Regions from separate parts of the Gossypium hirsutum genome. Here region 2 is linked to region 1. Evidence: chromatin contacts called from public Hi-C data. All regions are on one chromosome and are shown on one strand. The core of a region is the stretch at or near the end of the contact, and the rest is flanking DNA. Distances in the headings are between cores, read along the strand shown. Region 1 has its middle 5.7 kb from the start of LOC107899228. Region 2 has its middle 7.6 kb from the start of LOC107898162.

What was found. A called contact is a pair of places that touch in the nucleus more often than the background predicts.
Region 2: a Hi-C map of leaf shows a contact between it and region 1, with 1.8 times the contacts expected there. The contact joins two enhancer-like sites. A contact is called at or near these places in 3 of 34 Hi-C or Micro-C datasets (leaf and petal).

The regions. Positions count from the first base shown.
Region 1 is chrD04:36,121,209-36,126,214 of Gossypium_hirsutum_v2.1, reverse strand. No RefSeq gene overlaps it. Among protein-coding and RNA genes, the nearest start is that of LOC107899228, 5.7 kb to the left of the region's middle. Within about 2 kb of position 2,389, at least 6 of the 9 cell types and tissues checked have an H3K27ac peak or open chromatin away from gene starts, as enhancers often do. A contact at or near this core is called in leaf, where this site is marked.
Region 2 is chrD04:36,271,191-36,276,196 of Gossypium_hirsutum_v2.1, reverse strand. No RefSeq gene overlaps it. Among protein-coding and RNA genes, the nearest start is that of LOC107898162, 7.6 kb to the right of the region's middle. Within about 2 kb of position 2,021, at least 6 of the 9 cell types and tissues checked have an H3K27ac peak or open chromatin away from gene starts, as enhancers often do. A contact at or near this core is called in leaf, where this site is marked.

The sequences.
Region 1 (5,006 bases), core at 1,140-3,639:
ATCATCAACATAGACAAGGAAATGAAAACTTCCAGCATTTGTGTGTTGGTAAAACAATGAAGAATCAGCTCTTGAAGGCTTAAAATTTAGTTGTTGTACTAAAACATTCCTCAACTTTTCAAACCAATCCCTTGGGGCTTGTTTAAAACCATATATGGCCTTATTCAACCTACATTCCAAGGGCTGTCCATGATCATCAACCACTTCAAACCCAAGAGGCTGCTTCATGTAAATATCCTAAGCTAGGTCTCCATTTAAAAATGCATTGTTCATGTCAACCTGTTGAAGCTTCCACTTTCATGATACAACTAAGGTAAGAATCTGGCGCACAATATTGGCTTTAACAACTGGACTGAAAGTTGTATGATAATCCAGTCTAGCTGCTTGAGAGAATCCTTGAGCAACCAAGCGAACCTTATTGCGTGCTACACATCCATCAGAATTCTTCTTGATCTTGAACAACCATTTGCATCCGACTAAAAATCGATTTGTCGGTACTAGAACTAAATCCCACGTATGATTCTGAATTAAGGCTTGAAGTTCATCATTAACAGCTTGCTTCCAAGAAGGAATCATCATTTCCTCATGAATAGTTGAGGGCTCCACATCACTAATCATCACCATATACGTCTTTGGTTTGTAAATCTCCATTTTACTCTTAGTCATCATGGGGTGACAATTCACTAAAGTTGGCCTCTGCTGCTAAACAATTGTTACTAAAGTACCTATTAGACTTACTGAAGTGGAGCCGAGAACACCATTCGAAGAAGAACCTAAGGCACTAGTATCACTAGTTGGACTAGAATCAGCTCTAGATTGTGCTGAAATCTCTGCGGTAGGAACCTTGAACACTGGCAAGGTAGTAATAGCTCTCGTGTACCGAACAGACTCACTGTTAGTGACAGATATTACAGAAGTTGACACTTGAGCAAATGGAAAGACATTTCCATCAAAACGAACATGTCGAGAAATGTAAACATGTCCAGACCGATCAACACATTTATATCCCTTATGATTGGAAGCATAACTAAGAAATGTACAAGGGGTAGACTGTATTGGAGCTTATGTCGATTATATGGTCGGAGAAGTGGATAGCAAAGACAGCCAAAAACACGAAGCTAACGATGATTAGGTTTATGACTAAAGAGCTACTCGCGTGGAGATACACCATTTAATACCTGCATTGGAAGAACATTCATGATGTTCATAGCAGTAGCAAATGCATCAGCCTAGTAAGAAATGGGTAAGGAAGCTTGAGCTAACAACACCAGTCTTGTTTCAACAATTTGTCGATGATGACGTTCAACTAGGCCATTCTGCTCTGAGGTATGTAGACACGACACACGATGAACAATTCCACATTGTTTGAAGTTGTTTGAGTTTAACAGCTAACTGTAGCTCGCCATATTTTTTAAATGGCATAAATGTAGAAAAAAACATCATATTTCTTTTTAAGGAAATAGATCCAACTGTGTCGAGAGAATGAATCAACAAAAAACAAGTATTATTGATAACCAGAGGAGTAACAAGGAGTTGGCCCCCATACATCAGCAACCACAAGTTCTAAGGGAGCAATATACACGGAATCAGAGGAACCAAAGGGCAATTTATCCCCTTCCCAAGTTTACAAGCATTACACAATGAGTAATTCTTACGTCTAGATACTCTAATATTACAAACACTCAAAACACCACCTGTCAAACCTAGCATCTGACCCCTACTGTTGAAGAGACTCTGTACGATATGCATTTACAACATTAAAAGCGAATTTAAATTTAACATTATCAAATCGATACAGCCCATTCAGTTCACTTTCGCAAAGCAACGTCTGACGAGTCTTTAGATCCTTGACATAACAACAGTTAGGATAAAACTTAAAAAATACACCATTGTCCTTTGCAAACTTAGAAACAGACAATAAATTCTTACTAATATCAGGAACATACAATAGGTCCTCAAGCAACAACGGACTAGAATCATTAGCCAAGATAGTTGAACCACCAACATGCGTAACAGGTATAGAGAGACCATTATCCATAATGACCTTGCCTCCTCCATTGTACAAACGAGCATCTAAAAGTTTCACCAAGTCACTCCTCATGTGAGCAGCGACAACACTGTCTGGATACCACACCGGATCTACAGCTGTAGAAGGACTAGCAAACACAGGTGACCCAGTTGATTTCACGGTGTGACTGCCCATCGAAAAAGATGACTGAGATAAAAGACCAGATCAACGATGCACATAGCCAGAATCATAAGCAGAAGAACTACGTGATGTCTGATCAACAATAGAAAGCATGTGAAACTGATGACTTGGGCTACGGTGAATTGAATCCATCTAAGAAATTAAAGGCAGGATCTGACGAAGTGGACCACATGCTGCTGGATTAGAAGCATAGTAAGAAGATTGCAACCCAGCCCAATGTGATTCACTATCCACCCAACACATATATGCAGTAATGGGCTTTCAACCCACATGAGAGGCAGATCTTACCAACTAGAATGCTTACTATCATCCCTCATACTAGGGTTTTCCCCCTCACCGTCAAATGCCAAAATAATACCTGTAGAAACATTTCCGAGCAAGATGTCCAAACTTTCCACAGATCTGACATTGAGGTCTTGCACTACCACTACATCATCCTCGACCTTGACCACGACGAGAAATCTAATATCCTCGTGACAAACGAAACATATCTGGTTGCGGTTGTCCGGTATATGATGGAACATTTTGTGTTGAAACAATCTTATTCACCACCACAACATTTACTGAAAATGACACCTGAGATAAATGCCCTTGTTGTCAAGCCTCAGTATCCAGAAGAGCAGTTGTGACACCTTGTAGATCAAATGGCACTCTGCTCGTAATGATAATCGACACCACATGATCAAACTCTAGTAGTAAACCATTCAAAATAGCTGACTCTTGTTCTTCTATTGTTACTCGTCGACCACACCTTGCCAAGGAATCACAGAGATGCTTGATTTTCACTAAATAGGCAGACATGAACAACTTGTAACACCCATATCCCGTAACCGTCGCCGGAATAGATAAGGAGCACTACAGGACCTTTAATTTAGTTTAGAACAGTAAAACATTGAATATTTACTAAATACCATCTCAAACATACGAAATTCAATGTCAATTTCATGTATCAATTTCATATCCAAACATATGTTCATATCTCATTTCAATACATTATAAAACATATCAAAATGACATTTCATTTGGTCACACATATGTCTCATTTATGCCAAAATACCAATTATCAAATTCACCGCAAAATGAGCATAACACATAATACTTCCATGCCAAACCAAACATTTCCAACTCAAGCCATATCACATAGCTTGATCAAAATCCAAAATTCATACCACATTCCCCAACATAAATGACCATATAATTCAACCAATAAATTAGCTTATACATGCCATATTTACATTATTAACATAATTTCCAAAAGTACCAAATATCGTCTGGATAGTGTGATAGCAAATCTCCGACCTCGTCTAAAATTGAGCTAGCTTCCGAAATCTATAAGGCATAAGAAAATGAATTAAGTAAACATTAAGCTTAGTAAGCCCATATAATGTAGAATTAAACTTACCAATTTCACATAAAGCATTAAAGCAATTAAAACCAACTCATTTGTCCACGAAGCTTATTCACATATATAACATTTATTAATACGTCATTACAACCTATATTACCAATTCAGTACAATCCAACCAAATTTGCCAAATGCATAAGCATATAAAATCATCAATACCATGTAATTCACATAACATTATGCCAATTCATTTCTAATTGTATAACTGTAATTCATTCATATAACCAGTAGTCCATCCGTATAAACAATAATTCATCCATATAAATACATATCTTTTTCATATGATCATTAATAGTAATTAGGCCTGTTGAACTACGTAGAATATGAATAGATACTAGGGTGATACACACTAAGTGTATTTATCGGTAATTCATCAATCTATTATTCTTTTCGCTCTTTCGAGCCATGCTCGATAAACTCCTTCTGAGCTGATAAATAGTAGGCTCTATTAAGCTAAAACAGTAAGCTCTGACGAGCTGAACAGTAAGCTCATACGAGCTAAAACGGTAAGCTTCAACGTGCTGAAAACAGTAAGCTCTTATAAGCTGATATATCGGTAAGCTCATATGAGCTATGGTGAGTTCACAAAATGCAGGAGCTCAACCAAATCGATAACCCTAGCGACATGTCACTCGTATCTAACAAATTCCTACGGTTCTAACGGGGCTTGGTAATATTACTTCATCATTTAAGCATTCAATGATCAATAATTCAATTTCTCAAATCATATATATAATCGATTCAATTAAATGCATACATTTAAATACTCAATTCGCATACCTAATGCATATTTCCATACCAAATCCATGTAACATATATATCAATTGTAGCATTTCACTTTCATTCATGTAAACAGTAATTTAATCATATAATCAGTAGTTCGAAATTCAAGTGATCATTCATTTAACTTATACATATTCATTTTAAACAATTACAAGTATTTAATAGTTCGATTCTAGCTATACAGACTTACCTCGTATTTGCTCGAATACTTTCGTCAACCCGTCTAACTTTTGTTTCCCCCGATCAAGCTTTGATATTTGCTTATCTTGATCTATACAATATCAATTCAATATTTTCAGTAATTATTCAATTTAATTTAGCCCCAATTCACAATTATTTGGCAAATTACACATTTGCCCCTACACTTTTAACTACTATGCAATTTAGTCCTTTTAACACAAAATGGCAAAATTTTACACAATTAAACAAAAACCCATTATAGTCGAATTTCACTTAACCTCATAGCAGCCCATATTTTTATTTTATTCACATTTCTAACTACCATATTTTTATCTTTTACAAATAAATCCCTTTTTTTTACATTTTTGACAAAAATCACTTTATAAAACTTGTATATCTATTAACAACCAACAATATTCTACCATTAAA
Region 2 (5,006 bases), core at 772-3,271, 150 kb before region 1:
AAGAGAACCAAGAAGCCTAAAGACTTATCCAAGTCTAAAAGTTTTATCTGCAATAAAAAAGGGCACTTCAACCTTGTATTTCTAACCTATAATTCTTTGAAATTAAAGTGAGATATCACATCTAATAAACTAACCATAGAGGCTTAAATATGAAGATGGAAGTGAGAGGAAGCTTGGCAGTTATTCCAACTGCTATATTATGTTTATTTGAATGTATAATTTGATGTGAAATTGTAAATATTGTGCGTAATCATTTTCTATGTTCTAAGTGATGAAAGTATTATATTCATGTATGTTGTGAATGGTGAATGATTTTATGAACAATTTGATGGATGATTTTAAGTGATTAATATGTTAAAAATTGAAATAAGGACTAAATTGAAAAATATACAAAATTTAAAAATCAAGGAACAATCAAGAACAAAGTTTTCATTCTATACATGCTAGATCATGAATTTGTAAGTGCATCCAATCTCCAAAAAAAGAATCTCATTTATTTCGAACTTTCTATTTTTGGAATGGGAATAATTTCGAAATCCCCATTAATAAGATCAAACCTTATTCCATGGTATTTACATGAGATTCCTCTTTCTTATTCTTAAGCAAGTCCCCAAAAGGGCTTAGTTGATCCATGATGTATGTTTCAACTTTTGTTTCTTTTTCGTTTGTTTCCATAAATATATCGATCAAATCTGATTCTTGCTTTTATTATTAATTCTTTTCCAATCGAGAAATAGAGAATTTAAAGTTTGGATTTTTTATGATAAGACTATGAGAATATGATATTTAAAGTTTTTGAAAATTGTACTTAAATTAGCATGTTTTAAATTAAAAAGGACTAAATTTTAAAAAAAAATTTAAAAGTTCAAATTTTTAAGTGTTGAAATGTGGAAATCTGAAATTTAATGTTTTAATTATTAAGTATTATTTTTTATTTGAAAGCTTTGAAAGGAGACATTATGTGATCAGATTTGAGTTGATAGAGACCAAATTATAAATATTTTGAAATCTGAAAATTTTGGAAAAAAAGGATTGTTTTGCAAAACTGTGAAAATTGGGATTTAGGACTAAACTATAAAATAAGAAAATTTGCTTTTTAGGGACTGAATTGTAAAATTGTGTAAATTTTAGATTTTAAAGACTAAATTGTAAAAATTGTAAACATGTAAATTTTAGGGACTTTTTTTATAAAAACCGTAACATTTAAAGAATAGGGACTATTTTGTCAATCTTGAAACATTTAATTATAAATTTAGACATAATAATTATATATATGAAATATTTAATAAATAATTATGTATAAAATTAAATAATAGAAAATTGAGATTAGTAAGTTAAATGGTTATAACCTGTATGCGATTTGGATTGTATGTTTAAATTGTTTATATAAATATGTGACGAATTAGTAAAAATAAAAATATAAATATAAGTTGATGAAATAAGTTCGGATTTTAGACATGTATAATTTTTTATTCAAATATGAAATTGAATTTTAAAAGTTGAAATTGAGTACAACAATAATAAATTAAGTATTTAAACGTTATGAAAATTTTTTAAAAAGAAATTATTTGATTCTCTTGCTCAAATTTATTATTGGATCGGATAAAAAGGGTTAACATTTCCAATCTCCTTCAATTTGAAGTCCAGTAACTTCCTAAAGCGTAACTTTCTTCTTGATAGAGAAGCATTAGCAACCAAATACTCACTGCCACTCTTCAGGTTAACACCCACGGCTTCCTTAGTTTTATAACCTTTATGATTCTTCTTGTCTTTCTGCTTCAGTCGAGGCTTCGCTCCATCTAACTCCTTTAATTACTTTACCTTTCTGGTTCTACCACCCCTCTCCCATGTCTACAATCGGTATGACTGTAAGGGATCTGTTGAAGTAGTAATGCTGATACGACAAACTCAGGGTTGTCGTCTTCACTATAATTTTGCAACTGACGATCCTCAGCAGCTTGCCTCTTCCACGAAGGGTCCATGCCTCATAGATTCAAAGCCCACTTCAGTCTTCAAACTCAAGCCCATCACATCTTCCTCTCCCATCCCGGCCTCTTGAGATCTGCCCATAGGGTTTGTAACTGGGGTTCCTCGATGAGCAATCAGCCCACTTTTAGTCAGCTCTATGTTTTCCCTAATACTATATTCTTTATTAAGTTTTTATGCCCACTGTAGACTTACCTCTGAACCCCATCATTAATATTTGCATTCTAGTTTATTTCCTTGGTGGCATTCTCATCTTTTCTCAATGCCACCCATGCCAGATTATTCAATGATCTGCCATCCTCATTAACCTCCTTGTCTGCTATAGAATCGCTCGGCGACTTTTCAAATTCCATTTCATCTTTTTCCATTGCCTTACTATTCTGTTTCGCTATCATCGTCACAGCATTGACTGATAACACTGGGGTCAAATTCATTAACATACACTCTTAATTGTTCATTACCCACTTGAAGAAGGAAATTTTCCTCATGAAATATCCATAACAATTTGTATATTAGCCCTCATGAAGTAACTGGGATATAATGTCCCACTATCAACAGATATAAATTCCCCCCATCTCTCTCCAATATTCTGAAAAGCAACCATGTTCCATGCATGGATAGGAATCCTTCTACAGGCCAACCACGCTCTTTGACTGTTGATTATGATTTTCTCTTACCATCGCTGCAACCGCAAGAACCAATTATCAACCGTCTCTATTTGTTTCGCCATTAAATATTCCATCTTTTTCTCATTCTCAAATACCAACAAAACCATAAAGCCCGAATATCTTATTATCGTCGCACCTCTGATGTCCTTGGACGCAATTTCATTTGCTAACACCTCCATCTTGAAGAAGCTTCTACACTATCCCACTACACTTCTTTGTAGTGTATACAGCTTCTCTTCATCTACCACACCTAGAATAGAGTTGTTAGCCTCGCCTAAAACCTCTTCCTTGGGCTTGTCTTCTAGCTCTCAGATTTCCTCCTGATGAAGTTGGCCTACATGCTGATTAGAAGCAACAGAAGCTGCTCGAGATAAGCAGTTGCAGCTGAAGTTCATGCTGCTCATTTATTTTGGTTACTTCAAGTGTTTGTTTTGTTACTTAGCTTGATTTCAACTAAGTTGTCAATGTACTTGATGTAATTAGGTATGTTTGAGCTGATAAATCAGTTTTGCAAAGTGTACAAGTTAAGTTAAACAAGTTTCAATGTACTTAGTGGTAGTAGGTGGTGTTTAGGTGATGATTTTGTTTCTCTTGACCAGCTTGTGTCTGGTATATGTATTGGCATTATGCCATTGTTTCAATTAATGAAAATTCATCAAAGAATTCTTTATCTATTGCTCTATCAAATCTTAGCTTAATTTGGTTCTTAAAGGCTAGATTCTATTATTGTGTGTACTGCAAGTCTCTAGCCTTAAAGCTCAAAAAACTGTTTTGTTTCTCTCATCTTTGTTCATTGTTCCAATAATTCGTATCAAGAGCTTAATTCTTAGTGGACTTGTTATTCTTCAAGTCTAAAAAACCATGTCTCCATCTGGATTCTCTCTAGCTCCACCACCAGTGTTCAATGGTGAAGGCTACCACATTTGGGTAGTAAAAATGAGGACCTACCTGCAGTCATTTGACCTATGAGAAGTTGTTAACTCTGATGTTGAACCAGCACCTTTAAGAGCTAATCCCAGAATTGCTCAGATCAAGCAGCACACAGATGAAAGAACCAAAAGACATAAGACCATGTCTTGCATCCAAAACAGTGTGTCTGATGTGATTTTCACAAGAATCATGGCTTGTGAGTCACCAAAGCAGGCCTAGGATAGGCTGAAGGAGGAGTTTCAAGAGACCGAAAGAACAAGACAGCAACAACTCTTGAATTCGAGAAGAGACTTTGAAAATTTAAAGATGAAAGAAGAAGAAACAGTGAAGTAGTATTTAGACAGAATCATGGTTGTGGTGAACATCATCAGATTACTTGGGGACTAGTTTAGTGAAGCAAGAATTGTAGAGAAGTTTATCTCAATTTTTCCTGAGAGATATGCAGCCAAGATCTCTTCCTTTGAAGACTCGAGAGATCTAACTAGCATCTCTTTGACTGAGCTAATCAAGGCTATTTATGCACAAGAGCAAAGAAGAGCCAGCAGACAGGAGGAACATCAAGAAGGTGCCTTCTAAGCCAAGAGCAAACCTGCCTTGAGCTCCTCTGGCTACAAAGGGAGAAAGGCTTGGTCTAACAAGCCTAGAAGAGATAGAGCAAGAAGAAGATATCCACCTTGCCCATACTGCAAAAGGCTCAGTCGTCTAGGTGAAAATTGTTGGTTCAGGCCTGATGTGTAGTGCAAAGTTTGCAAAAAGATGGGACACTCTGAGAAGGTTTGCAGAAATGAAGAAAAGCTAAAGTAAAACTAGCCTCAATAGCCTAGAGCTGAAGCTCAAGTGGCAGAAGAAGGCAGTGACCATGAGGAGCAAGTCTTTGCAGTCTCTTGTTTAGATGCCAAAGGAAGAGCCACAAAAAGATGGCTGATAGACAGTGGTTGCACAAACCACTTGACTCTTAATGCTGCTATCTTCAAGAACATTGATAGAAGCTTCAAAACAAGGGTGAAAGTTGGCAATGGACACTTCATCAAAGCAGAAGGAAAAGGAGATGTGTTGATTAACACTTCCATAGGTATCAAACTTGTTTCAAATGTTTTGTTTGTGCCTGAGATTGACAGAAACCTGCTCAGTATAGCTCAGTTGCTAGAAAAGGGTTATTCAGTTGTGTTCAAAGGCAAAGAATGCCTAATCAGTGATCCAAGTGGATCCAAGCTTATGTCAGTGATTATGGATGATTGAAGCATTGTAGTAGAATGGAACAAGAGCTCAGATAGTGCCTACACAGCAGTGTTAGATGAATCAAGCCATGGCACAAGAGGCTAGGCCATGTCAACTATAAGTCACTGGCTAGTTGACCAAAGAGGACTTGGTTGAAAACTTCTCCAAATTAGTGGAGAAAGAAGATCTTTGTGAAGTATATCA